Regions from separate parts of the Gossypium hirsutum genome. Here region 1 is linked to region 2. A link is a contact called in public Hi-C data. All regions are on one chromosome and are shown on one strand. The core of a region is the stretch at or near the end of the contact, and the rest is flanking DNA. Distances in the headings are between cores, read along the strand shown. Region 1 holds the start of LOC107904403 (DNA-directed RNA polymerase V subunit 7). Region 2 holds the start of LOC107904413 (NADPH:quinone oxidoreductase).

Region 1 (7,189 bases), core at 445-2,944, 320 kb before region 2:
CATACCATGGCCAAGTACAGCTGTTTTGAGCCTTTGGAGCTATGTTACCTGGCTTTCATTTTTCCTAAGATACTCGCCATACATTCAAACTTGAGTTTGAGATTTTTAGCTTTCAAATATATAGATTTTTTTTAAAAGGAAAAAAAAATTGCATACCTGTACGGACTCATTTGTATTCGACATTTATGGATTTGGAACGAGTTAAAAGTGCTCTGGTAAGTAGCATGTGGCTTCCTCAGTAGAATTTTGGCCCACTTTGATGTTTACCTTTTTTTTTAGTTTATTTTGATACTTTGGTATTTGGATCTATTTTGATTAGTAAATTTGAAAGAGTGTAAAAGTTTGATAACGCGGCATTTTAAAATTGTGTTATGTCATTAGATTCAATCTTTTTTAAGTAATGATGTGGCATAGTTTTAAAGTATCACATTATTAAATTTTTATATATATTTTAAATATTTTAGGATTAAGTGAACTTAATTGACAAGTTTAAGAACTAAAATCAATATATATATTAAAATGGATCTAGTAATTAAATTTAGGGTTCAAAATTATATTAACCTTTATGTTGACCTTGCGAATAAAGTAGAATGCTAATAAATGATTTAGATTGTGGTTATGAATGTAATCTTTTTTTTGTAAGGTATATAATGAATATTATTATGATAGTTATGATATTTATCGGAAATTTTTATTTGATTAGAAGTTGATAAATGTGATCACTAAAAAAACTCGAGTAAAACTTGAATTTAAATTTAAATTCAAGTTTTGTTTCTAGAGCTTAAGCTCGATTTCAGTTAAAAATTCAACTTGGGTCTTACTTTTTACCTAATAAAAATTAACTTAATTTTCATATTTAAACTATTTATATTTAAAGTTGAGGTGTAATTGAGAATTTTTAATACTAATTAAAAATAAAAATATATTATAAATAAAAAAATTTAGTTGGCTTGTACATTATTTGATTAAAGTATTAAGCTTTAGTAGACTTTGCACAAATCTCTTGATTATACTCTTTTAAATACGATAGGCATGATGAAAAAGACAGCTACAAAATAGTTCACAGTATTATTTGTTATGCATGTGACACTTCCCATCGTTTCTATAAATAAATTTGCGGTTGCAATTTAGACTTACCCTTCTTTCTATCTAATACCTTTTAACTTAAAAATATTAGCTCCACGTTAAAAAGGAAAATTAAGAAATAATCATCTCATTATTTTTATTGAACTTTAATTTTTATTATTTAAATTATTGTTTGGCAATGTAGAAAAAAAATTATAGACAATTTCTTTTTGTCAAATCATAGATGGATTTGTTGAGGAATCAGGCTGACATTTTCAAGGAGCTCAAATGGTATCATTTACCTTAACAATAATATAAGTCAGGGATTCAAATCCCATCAAGAATAAGACGTTTACGTCACCTCTTGATTACACCCTCATTACTTTTTGATGGGTAACTATACGTGAGTAACTATACATCTACGTATAGTAGGGTTGAATCAAGAATAAACTGATTGAATTATAGTTCTAACTTGAATTTTCAAAGGAAAAAGCAAAAAGCTTTAAATCGATAAAAAACAAAAAATTACAGACTAAAAAGAAAAAAAGAGAGAAATACAGTAGACCGGAATTTGTGACATTCTTTTAAAAAAAGGCCCATGTCCAAGGTCCATTATCGGTTTTACAAATTAAACCCAATTTTAGGCGAACAATTTAGAGCTTTAGGGCAGGGAAGATCATTTTTTCTTTTCTTTCTACTCTTAAGTCCACAGCAGCCTGACAGGTCATTACCAGTTTCACTCTTTAGCAGCTCACACTCTTTCCTTGTTTATTTTACAGGTTAGTTTTGCTTCACCTCTAATCTGCAATATTTGTTATATTATTCACCAAAATAAACCTCATCCACTTACCTTGTCTTGATCTGAATCTTTTGTTCTCCTAATTTTGATTCTTTTTAAAGTATTTCATTTTTAGTTCGAGATATATGATTTCCATTGGGCTTTTCTTTGACTGATTCTATTGCATGTTCGATTGAACAGATGAAAAGTTTTTCAAGGTGGTTCTCTTCTTGTTCTTTGATTGTTTTCCGAATGGCTTGTGATTTCGACTAGTTGAGTTCTCTTTTTTTGCATTTCTTGAATTTTTTTAATGATAAAATTGTGGGTTTTAATATTAAGAGGATGTTAACATGGAGTTTATGTTTTGGTTTCTGTATTGAATTAAGTTGATGTTTTTCTTTAGAGAAGATTGATTAGTTGGGTGAGATTCTATATTCAGGATTTAATCACGAATTCTGCCTGGTAGTATGTGTGGATGCGGATCAGAAAATTGCCTTCGTTTGTGTTTATGGATTATCACTATTGTTGTTGTTTAATCGGGCATGTAATGTAATGATGATAGTTTAGATCAATGTTACTTGGACTCGAGTGTGATAGCCGGATATGGTACGTGTCCAACACAGTATGTTCAAATATTTCATGCATTTGGAGGACCATTGGAGGTTCAGAACCCCACACCCATATATGCATGATATATTCACTTTTTTTCTTATTTTTTCCCTTGCATTTGGAGGATCATTTGAGGTTATGATCCCATACCCTTGTTCGGATGTATGGCAAACATGGATAATTCACACAAACAAAAAAAGAGATGAGTCAGAGCAACGTAGGTATAACACCTCTGGGAGTTTGTTAATCATACACATTCGTTTGGAACTACTTTGCTTTTAAAAGGGTTTCCCTTGTTTTGTGAAGAATTTCAATGGTAATGTTCCGATTTGTCAATGACTATGAAAATTTAGTTATGAGTTGTGGGTCGTTGAGCCTACTGAATCTGCTCACCTTGTTTTGTTTAGAAAATTTCAATTTCTTTTGAAGGAAATGGCATGGTTTTCCATTCATAGTATCTGTTTTCTGTTGCTTCATGTTTGATTATCGGTTTGGTGTTATCAGTATTTATGGAATTGAGAATTAGTGATGATGTGAAACGGGCATTGTTGGGTTTATTCATTACAATTGGGTAATGTTTTAAGTGGTTGAAAACTAAGTTGTAGGTGAACCTTTTTCAGTTTTTGAATTCTTCTAGATTGGTATACCATTTTTTGGCTCTGAAGGACATTAATTTCATTGTGAGTTTCGTTTTTTTTTTGTTTTTAATGTTGTTTTCTGCAGAATGTTTCTCAAGGTGCAGATGCCATGGAATGTCATAATTCCTGCTGACAGCTTGGATGCCAAAGGCTTGATGCTCAAAAAGGCAATAGTGATCCGCCTTATGGATGAATTTGCTTGCAAGAAGGCCACCAAGGATCTCGGATATTTCATGGCTGTAACAACCCTAGAGAGCATTGGCGAGGGCAGAGTTAGACAGAACTCAGGAGATGTGCTTTTCCCTGTTGTCTTCAGCGGAATTACATTCAAGATGTACAGAGGAGAGATTCTGCAAGGGGTTGTACATAAGATACTAAAACATGGAGTGTTTTTGAGGTGTGGCCCAGTCCAAAACATATATTTGTCTCACATAAAAATGCCCGACTACCACTATGTGCCCGGGGAGAATGGTATATTCATGAACGACAAACACTCAAAGATTGATAAAGATGTGATCGTTAGGTTTATCGTGATTGGGACCAAATGGATGGAGGCCGAGAGGGAATTTCAGGCGTTGGTGAGTTTGGAAGGTGACTACTTAGGACCAGTTTCCTGAATATATGACTTTGGTCAACCTATGTACGTATTAGGAACATGTAGTTTTTGCGACTATAGGGCTAACTTATGATGTTAACTTGGTTTTATAGCTTTTGTAAAACTCCTCGCTTATAGGTGATGGATGTGATGGTATATTTGCAATATTCATAAATTTAGTGTTGCATTGTTCAGCCTCCTTTTTAATACCTTGGATCAATGGTTGAAGGATCGTGTCTGTGTCAAAACTTTTCTTCACTAGCTTCGCATATAAGAGGAGCTCTGTAATTGTGAAGTGTGTTGCAAGGTATTGCAATTGTGCAGTTAGCAACCTGTTGAATTACCCCATGTTATGCCGTCGCATATTACCTGTTTCCCTAGATATGAAATGAAAGCAACACAATTATGGTATGCTGGTTCAAACACATTATGCTCCGGCTGTTTGTCCAAGTTGATTTGCCTAAAGTCTCCTTCCCACACTCGCCCACCTAAGCAGCCTTATACATCACATGCATCCATCTCAGGCCCTTGTGCCATAATAGGGTTTATAGCTGATCTAACAATCATTCAAAGAATGAAGTTTCCAATGTCGTAGCAATTGACGAGTAATAAAAAAGATGATGTGTGTTTCTTCCTGGTTTTCCTGGAAGTATCAACTCCATTCATACCCAAAGCTATTTCTGAATGTTCACAATGTTTGACAGTCTACTTATATTCCACCTTTTATTAGTACACTCAAACCTGTAGCATTACTAATCTTATTCGCAACTGTCTTGTCCCATTCTCTTAGGTGCCCATCTGACATCATAACTGCCAATTGGTGCGATATCTACACGTCCCTTCCATGTAGTATACTCCTCCAAACTTAAGAGGCTTGACTTTTTGGATTCAACCCTATCAAAATTATATTTGCTGTACCATAGTGTTTTGAACAATTTAACTTGTTCCATTAAAATACGTCAGGCTTGATTCATAAGCCTGGCTTTCTTAAGGGCCCCTTTGGGCTACATAACCAGTCCCTCCTTTCAGCATTTTCACCATTCCAATAAAAGTTACATACAGTAGCAGGTTCTTTGAAGCAGGACATGTGATAAACATGCATATTGCTCAGCTGTGTGTCACACACGGCCATGTGGATAAGCCCAAGCTGTGTGCATCTTAAAAAGCTTCAAAAATACGGCATGCTTTCATTCAAAACTTAGTACTAAACCAAATAAAAAAAACCATTTCTATACTTTAAAAACACATTTAAACAAGCCTAAAACATGCCAAAACAATCAATCTAAGTGCCTAATCAATGTGTCCTCATTGACACCACAATTCAATTATCAACCTCAATTCACATGACACATCAACTAATTTGCATTCAAATTTATAAGTTAATATATAAAATTCATATCGAGCTTATAATTTCTTCTTATTCATTCACATTCATTCCTACTATGATTCAAATATTTGAATAAGATTTATATCAAAAGACCAAAACAACTTTATATAAACATATTCACACCAAGATTAAAGGCACAAACACAAGTAAGTTTATACCAAGCTTAATACATAAAATTTGTAATAAGTATCCAAGAATATACAAATACACCTATTACATATGAGCCTTATACATGCCATTTGAATAAGATTTATATCAAAAGACCAAAACAACTTTATATAAACATATTCACACCAAGATTAAAGGCACAAACACAAGTAAGTTTATACCAAGCTTAATACATAAAATTTGTAATAAGTATCCAAGAATATACAAATACACCTATTACATATGAGCCTTATACATGCCATTTATAACCGTAACCAAAATGTTCAAAAACTACTAAAATGATCAGCGGATAGTGTGATAGGCTCCGACAGGATTCTAACCAATTAAGCTTTCCGATGATCTATAGAACAGAGGAAAACAACTACGTAATCATTTAATGCTTAGTAAGTTCGTATAAGAGAAACTTAAACTTGTCGTTCTTTAATATTTAATCATTCAATCATGCTCATTAAATCATATAGTACTTGACTTTCCTAAACACCACAATTCACATCATTAGTAAATAACTTAACAATTCATCATCTATGAAACATAAGATGCAACATGAAACGAGTTACATTTACTCACATTACTTCACATATGTGATTAATGCCCTTATTCATTCGTTTTCATATCTCATTTTACCATTTCATAAAATCATCGATATCCATAATTTCATATCTAAACCTTTCCATTATTTTACTTACCCATTGAACCGTATAGAATAACATCGGATACTTGGGAACACCTTTTCATATAACCATAACCTTTTCAATAATGCTCACATGAGCTGTGAAATGAGCAAGCTCACACGAGCTGTGGGTCGGGATGTTAGCTACACGATGCTGCTCACATGAGCTGTGGAGAATCCGCAACAAATGCAGGACCTCAGCCATCCGTAGGACATCCAAGACCATCACCCAAACATATAATCCCTAATGACATGTCATTTGTATCCTAAGCATTCTCTAGGTTCATACGAGACTTTTGTCGTCAAGTATTCAATTATTGAATTATTACCAAATCAATTGTAAATAATATAATATTAACAAATAATCAACCAAAACAACATTTAATAAATATAAAATTCATACGAACTTACCTTGACCACAGCAACTGTATCAACAAAAATCGAGAATTAATCTGAGACTTTTGTTTTTCCTCGATTCAAGTCCGGTTGATTCTTTTCTTGATCTAAATAATAATTCAACTCAATTAAATATTTTAATTGACTACAATTATCCAATTCAAAACTATAATCCATATTAACGTGAAATTACAAAATTACCCCTAATATTTTAACTTTTATCGCTTAGCCCCTAAATCTAAATCTTATAATTTAACCAATAAAATAAAATATCATAATACCCAAATATTCTTAAGGTTCCAAATAGCCCCTAACTTTCTCTAATTCACAAAATTAACCATGAATTTTACTATTTCCACCATTAAGTCCTTAAACTTTAAATTCATCAAAAATTACTTAACAAAACATGTTTATCTAACAATTAAACTTAATAATCTATCAAAAAATTCACAAATATTATTAAATAATTCATCACAAACCCTAAAATTTTTATAACTTTACAATTCAACCCTAAGCTAGGTAGATTAAGCTAAAACTAGTTCAAAAACATAAAAATAATAAAAACGGGGTTCAAAAACCTCATCATGCACCAAAGGAAACTTGGCTGAATTTTCTCAAGCTCAACAATGGTGATTTTAGCAAACACAAGAAATGGAAAAAGATGATAGCATTATTTTACTTGTACATGCTTTTATTTATTGTTTTACTACTTTACCCTTTAATTAAAACTTATAAAGTAAACAACCCATGTCCATCATTGTCCACCACCAATACAAATGGCATAATTACCTTATAGGTCTACCAACTTACATTTCCAAGGCCATTCAATCCATTTAAATATTAGAATTTAACTTTTGCACTTTTTTAATTTAGTCCTTTTTAC
Region 2 (7,164 bases), core at 2,854-5,353:
TCTAAAATTTTTAAAAAATATTAAAAAAATATTTTTAACCCTTTAACTCACAATTTTCTATCGATTGTGAAGACAATAAAATATTGGTGAATAGATTAAATTACATTAATAGTTAAAAAGGAAAAGATTGATTATTGCAATTGGGTGTAATTAATGTTTTCAACCATTTCATTAAGATTTGGTGTTGATGCTTTGGGGGATTCCATTTTCCAATACCAAACAAAAGTTTCCAGCATGGGACAACTACGATAAAAAAAAAAACACAAAGGGATAGCTTTAGCCTACGCCCTACAGTAAGATGTAAGAGTCTGATTGAGATCTGTCAAGTGAATGTCATAGGCCGATTGAAGACTCTTCAGTTTAGTCATCTTTTCAAGTATTTCTTCGCTTTTTAGATTATTATATCAACATTGTTGAAATATTAATGTTTTAATTAATATTTTTGTTGAAAAAAATAATTTGATTCTTTTTTAAGGTTAATGATGAATTTTATTTATAAAAAAAATAAAGAGTAAAATTAATAAAAAAATAAAAATATTAATGATTAAATTTGTCATTATACCTATTTAAATTTATTGTATAACTTATATATATCAATTAAAAATCACTAAATTGAAGTAGCACGTGAAACTACAAATGTGAATTTGTCATTTTGGAATAAAACAAACAAGAAGTTGGAAGATTATGATATATGAGGTTGTTTTCAATTTCATAATAAGCTGTCAATCTAATCTTACCTTATTTTCAAACTTATACACGGGGAGAAGAGAAGGGGAAAAATAGTTAATGACTGCACCCATTTTCTTTTATTTAAGATTTTGGTATTATTTTTTAATATTAATTTTATTACAATTCTTATAATATCTATTCTTTTTTATATAAAACTTAAGACTACTCATAACTCTCAATTCTTAAATAGAAGAATAATGCATTTTAATACACTCGAACCCACGTATTTCTACACTAGAAATAATGTTAATGTCAATCAAACTAATACTCAATCGGTAATTTCTCCGAGATCAAGTTTTGATTTTTTTTTTGAATGGTGTAAGGTAAGTTTAAATTATTAATTAATAATAAAAAATATACAAAATATAATAATACGTTTAAAACTTATGCTAAAAAGCCTTGCTACCATTCTTCGTTGGCAGTTGAGGAAGGCTCACAACTGGTTTGCCTTGTCTGACCCAATAGCAGTATAGCAGCTTTGCATTGAGAATACTTCAATGTTCCATTCAGCGTCATCATGGCATGCTCCACTGGTTGATATTGTGCTAAATGCAATGGTGACGCCTCTTTTGACCATAACGCCGGCATGTTTGGTATCGACGATGAGGCTCTAGCGGATGGATGGTTGTTTGTTGAGGTCACACAACCCCTTACTATTAGTAAGCTACAATTTTCTTTTGGATTGCAAAATCGAGCATTCAATTATCATATATATTAGAAAAATATAGAAATTGAATGGATAACAGACAATGCTACAAAATTTCAACTTAAAAAATCTATAATGTTGCACTGTTGATAGTGGAGAGACCACAAATACTATCTTGCCGGACTTCTATGTTTGGTTACACAACTCACCCATACACCAAAATCGAATAATTAATAAAACTTTTCAGAATTGGATAGGTAATTAAATTAATTCCATAAAAAAATATTAAAAAATTATAAAAAGTAAAAAAAAAAATTAACTTATTCAATCATCTGTTCAATTGAAATTTTAATCAATTTAATCGATATTTACTGATTTACGAACCAATCAACCTAATCTCTTACTTTGAACCGCTAATCTCTTACTTTGAACCGATATTTCCATCAATTCCAAGTCTATTCTGATTCCAAAAACCATAAAGTTAAACTTACTTCAAACACAAAAAAACAAAAAGTTGAACCATGTGTCGGACAGGGTTCAAAGAGAGAATTAATGGTTTTCTAGGCCCAGCCCACTTGAAATATATGCACTATTTTATGTTAATACCCTAATAATAAACAGTGATAAAGCCCGATTCATTTAAAATGTGGGGTTTTGGACTTAAGATGGATAAATATGTTCTGTCAGTTATGTCGGAATGTAATAGTAAAAACAAATGAAACTTTTAGGTACTGTTTATAAAGGTGTCTAATAATTGAATTTAGGTATAATTGTTTGGTTAACCATTAGAATTGGTGAGTTTTACTGAATTGGATGTAATTGGCGCACCTCAATTATATTTCCCAATTTATAGGGGAGGGGAAGAATTGAAATAATTACACACCTAATTACACCCAAATTCAATTTAAATGTTTTATTCAAGTTTAAGTTATAAATTTTTATATTATATACATAAAAATGCATAAGTGTTTGGATGGTTATAGCCAATGATTTATTATATTATAAATCTTAAAAGATTATATTATAAAGTAATGTATGTGTATTTTATAAAATTATAAAAAATTATATTATTTAAATTTAATTATTTTTTAAGTTAAAATTCAAAAAAATTATTGTTATAAAAGTGTTATAAAATATTTAATTATAAAAAGTTATGATCGATAAATATGAACAAAACTTATTTATATGTACATGCTATATATTTTCAAAGTAATATGCTTATTTAACTTATTTGTAAAAAAAAAAATTCTAATTTATGGAAAAAAAATATTGTTATATAAAAGTTGTAGGACACTTTATAATTTTTCTATATATTATAAATTTTATATTATTTTTTACTTAATTTTCATATTATAAAAAAATTATAACTTTGTATAATTCTTTCTTAAAATCAAGTTTATATAATTTTTTATAATTAAAGTTACGGATTTTTTGCACCATGAACTCAAATATTATATGATAGATGCTAATTATGTATATACAAAAGAATTTTTTACACTATATCGTGAGATATGATACCATTTGAGATAATGGAGTTACACACAAATACCAGACACGACTCACTAACTCTTTAATTTGAGACATTTAAGGTTTTGACATATGATTAAGTGGATATTTGTTATTCTAAAAAAATATTTCTCATATTAACAACATATAGTTTGCTCTTTAATTTAACGTATATAAACTACTTTACCCATTTTTAATAGAGAAAACAAAATGTAATCCAACTTTTGATATAAGATACATCTTATATTTTGGAAGGGTTGAAAATTTTATTATGTTAGAAAATAACTTAGGAAATAATGTTTCAACATTCAAGAAACAAACTTTGTTCTATTTTTCAATTATGTATTTTACTTTTTATGGATTGTTATTCGTGAGTATGGGTGTTTTTTCAACTCTACAATTAAGTTAAAAAATTGTTATGTGTTTTTTTATTTAGGATTTATTTTTATAAAATCCTAGAAAAATATTTTAAAAAATTAATTAAGTCCTTTTAAATTTTTTACATCTAATTGAGCATTTTAATTGAAAAAATTGGTCAAATAAACAATTTGTTGATGTGATAGTTAATAAATGATGATTCAACGGCCTTTGTACATGTGGCAGTTCACATAGATGAATTTTTTTGCACTTGAGTTCATTACGAATAATTTATAATATATATAGAGCGTAATTTAATTAATTATTTTGTAGATAAATTGAATGATAAATTATTTATTGTTAATAAATTTTTTAGATTGTTTAAGCGAGAACAATAAAATAACATATAATTGTAATTTAAAAATAAAATATATTCTAAAATAAAAAAATTATTGTATAAAAATAATTTTTAAAACTTAAATCAAGTATGAGTATGTTCAAAAATTTATATGTTAATTGGATTTTTTTTTGAAGATAACAGTTGGACTTTATTAAAATAAGGGTAAATTACACCAACAGTCACTTAATTTTGGGTAACTGACAAATCAATTATATTAGTTTTATTTCAGTCACTCAGCTTTAGAAAAATAATAAAACAACCATTTTAACCGTTTTTCATTACAAATGTAACAGTAAAATGACATGATAGATGATGGATTGCTTGGTGGCATTAACCGTTCAGCTGGTCAGTTAGCACTAATTTTAACAGCCCCTTTAGCACCAATTTAGGGTTTATACAAAAGAAGAAGAAGAAGAGGAAGAGGAGAATAAGAAGAAGAAGAAAAATGGAGATGCCTCCACTTTTCAAATCAATCCCATACTGCATCTCTACAAATGAATCCTCTAAACACTGAATGTAACGAATCGTCATCCTTATCCCCCACATTCATCCTCCATTCTAAAATCAACATTCTCTCATCTAATTTTTGAAGCTTCAGTCTCTAATCTATGTTTATTCAACTCCGCTTCCCATTAGACTCCTCTTGAACTCAAATTCATAGTGTTGTTTTATTATTATTTCTCCCTCAAACCTTTTCTCACTTTTTTATGTCAACAGTATTTTCAATCATTATCTATGTCAATTAAAAAAAAGTTTAGCTTTTTGGGCTTTAAAGAACAATGGTTCGGTATAGGTTAATGTTAAGCCAATCACTGTTTCTCTTGGAGAAAAGGTTGTAGATTCCTCGTTGTCAAGTAGCTTCTCTGCTGTTGAAAAGGTTAGGTCCTTCAAACCTTCAATTCTAGCTAGCAAGATTAGCTTATCTCAGGCTCAAAAGGACTTGGATGCTTGTCAGGGGAGCACTGTACAACAACCAAAACTTGGAACTGAATCTTTAACATCTAAGTTGTTATTAGCTACAGCTAAACATTCCGGGGTGGTTCCAACAACTAACTTGGATGAAAGCCTGCCATTTAACTCTGTATCTTCTGCCCTAGCTGCCACATATGAGGAATCTATGCTAGTCATTGCCAGTAATTAAGGTAGGAAGGAAAGTTTGGTTAAGTCCATCTCTATAAAAGATCATCAGAAGAAAACGAGCAAAAAGGGACTTATTCAGCCATCAAATCAAGTTTTTTTTCTTGTTTTTTTCTTCTAGTTCTTTTTTAACCATATGTATGTTTTGTTTGCATGTATTTATCTGCTCTTTCACAAATTGATGGAGATAAGCTCCAGGTTATTCAAAGGACTTTCAAAGGGACTTGGATGCTTGTCCAATGTGGCTTTATCTTGCAAAACTAGCTCCAGGTTCAATGGTCTGTTTTTGTAATGGAGATAAGCTACTCCTATTTTCCTTTCCTTTCCTCTCCTATTCTTTTTCTTCTTCTTCTACATTTCTCTTATTTTTCTTTTACCATTAACTAATCATCTTCTTTTTTTTTTTACCCTTTGACTACTTGCCCAACGTGACAAGTTAGTTGGTCACATTAACTAATTAATTTGTCACATCAGTGATCTCGTAAAGACAATAACAAAAAATATTAGTAAATAATTGATTTGTTACTTTTTGATAATGTTAGCGACTGTTTTATTTTTTTTAAAAGTTGAATGACTGAAATGAAACTAATGTGATTGATTTGTTAATAACCCAAAATTAAGTGACTGTATATTTAATAATAAATTTTAATTTTAATATAATATTTAATTCCTAAAAATACTTAAAAGCTAAAAGAGAAGATGAAATCCAAAACATCTATTTAAATTAAATATAACTTAGATAATATAATATTTAATTCTTAATAAAAATAATTCCTAGAAAAAATATAAATAATCACAAAAAAATATTAATGATTCTTGAAAAAAAAGTAGTTAAAAAGAAGAGGTTGTGAGGAGGATATTGAATGAGTGGTTAACATAATTATAATTACTTTTAAAAACACTTCATCGCTCCTACTTTTGGAAAGCACAGATGACAAGATATATTTTTAGAAATTGTTTCAATCAGACGGTCACAAATCTCTCTATCTACCTACCTCAAGTCACCAAAGATTTGCGTCTGATCAATCCCTTTCTCACCCTTCACTTCCTCTACATTCAAACAAGTCAAACACTGTTGGTTCTTTAGAACCGGTCGATTAAAGTCCCATAGGAGGTGTGTAGGATACAGCTGTCTCATTAAGTAGGAGCTGCTCCACCGTCTGATAGATGTAGGAGAGCCGCACGCGTGGCACCCATGTAGAGATTGTGATTAATATTTCATCTTTAATGGCATCTATTTATTATTTTTCAAAAAAAAAAAAAAACAAGTCAATACTCAAGCAAGTAACTTACGCACTCAAGCAGAGGAGAAGCCTGGAGAGAGTTCTGAGAAATTACAGAGCAATGGAAGCCATGGCAGCAGCGAAACCAGTGATCAAAGTAGCTGCCCTTTGTGGGTCTTTAAGGGAAGGCTCTTACAATAGAGGCTTACTTCGTTATGGTAAGGTTCTTTTGCAAATTGACGTCCAAATGGATGTTCTTGTTTTGGTTTCTGGGAAATACTCTTTTGGGTTTTTGTTTTTTTTACTCCCTTCAGCTATTGACGTCTAAAGGAATATTCTTGTTTTAGTTTCTGGGAAAAAAATATTGATTTGGGTTTTGTGTTTTTTTGTTTCAGCAATGGAGCTAACTAAGGAAGAGATTGATGGGATTCAGATTGATTACATTGACATTTCGCCGCTTCCTATGCTCAACACTGACCTCGAGGTTAATGGAAAGTATCCGCCTGTTGTCGAGGCTTTCAGGCAGAGGATTTTGGCGGCTGATAGCATCCTATTTGCTTCCCCTGAGTACAACTACTCTGTTACTGGTATTAAGCATTCAAAAGTATTTCTTGGCCACTAAAGTATTTTGGGATTTCATTTATTTAAATTTTCTATAATTTATGCTATGATATACGCACAACTTCCTCCACAATGTTCAAAGTTGTCACCATGAATGTTAATTTTGGCGAGTTGGAAACACTTTTGACATTTCATCAAAAGTTCTAAAAAGAAAAGCTTAATTTTGACAATGTGGGGGAATTGTGAGTTAGTCAGGGTGTATTAAAGTGTAAAATAGAGAATCTTTTTTGAGCTGAAAATATGGTATATGTGAGGTTGGGGTGATTGTTCATTTAATTTCATAGGTGGAAGAAGGCGTAAATTTTATTTTATTTTATTTTATCAATACAAAGTTCAAAATTTTTTAGCTGAAGATGTAAAGAGTGAAATGTTTTAGTCTATCTTGATTTTAAAAGGATCTATTCATGTTTTTCACAGTAATCAATTGGTTTGGAGTATATTGAATTTTCTCTTATTTAACACAGAATAAGGTTTATTGGATTTTCTTTTCTGTTCAGAATAGGTGGAGTGTGAATATGATGCATCTTAAGAAGAGTGCCTCAAAG

Evidence for each region. A called contact is a pair of places that touch in the nucleus more often than the background predicts.
Region 1: a Hi-C map of leaf shows a contact between it and region 2, with 2.0 times the contacts expected there. The contact joins the promoter of LOC107904403 here to the promoter of LOC107904413 in region 2. A contact is called at or near these places in 3 of 34 Hi-C or Micro-C datasets (all in leaf).

What each region holds. Positions count from the first base shown.
Region 1 is chrA05:34,022,411-34,029,599 of Gossypium_hirsutum_v2.1, reverse strand. LOC107904403 (DNA-directed RNA polymerase V subunit 7) reads left to right here and starts at 1,694. Exons shown (of 2, transcript XM_041112273.1): 1 at 1,694-1,844; 2 at 3,176-3,879. The coding sequence starts at 3,177. The coding sequence ends at 3,707. It overlaps LOC107904401 (protein unc-13 homolog), which reads left to right. Exons shown (of 26, transcript XM_041112275.1): 26 at 1-222.
Region 2 is chrA05:33,708,414-33,715,577 of Gossypium_hirsutum_v2.1, reverse strand. LOC107904413 (NADPH:quinone oxidoreductase) reads left to right here and starts at 4,103. Exons shown (of 7, transcript XM_016830777.2): 1 at 4,103-4,515; 2 at 4,594-4,780; 3 at 4,968-5,053; 4 at 6,081-6,216; 5 at 6,394-6,585. The coding sequence starts at 5,015.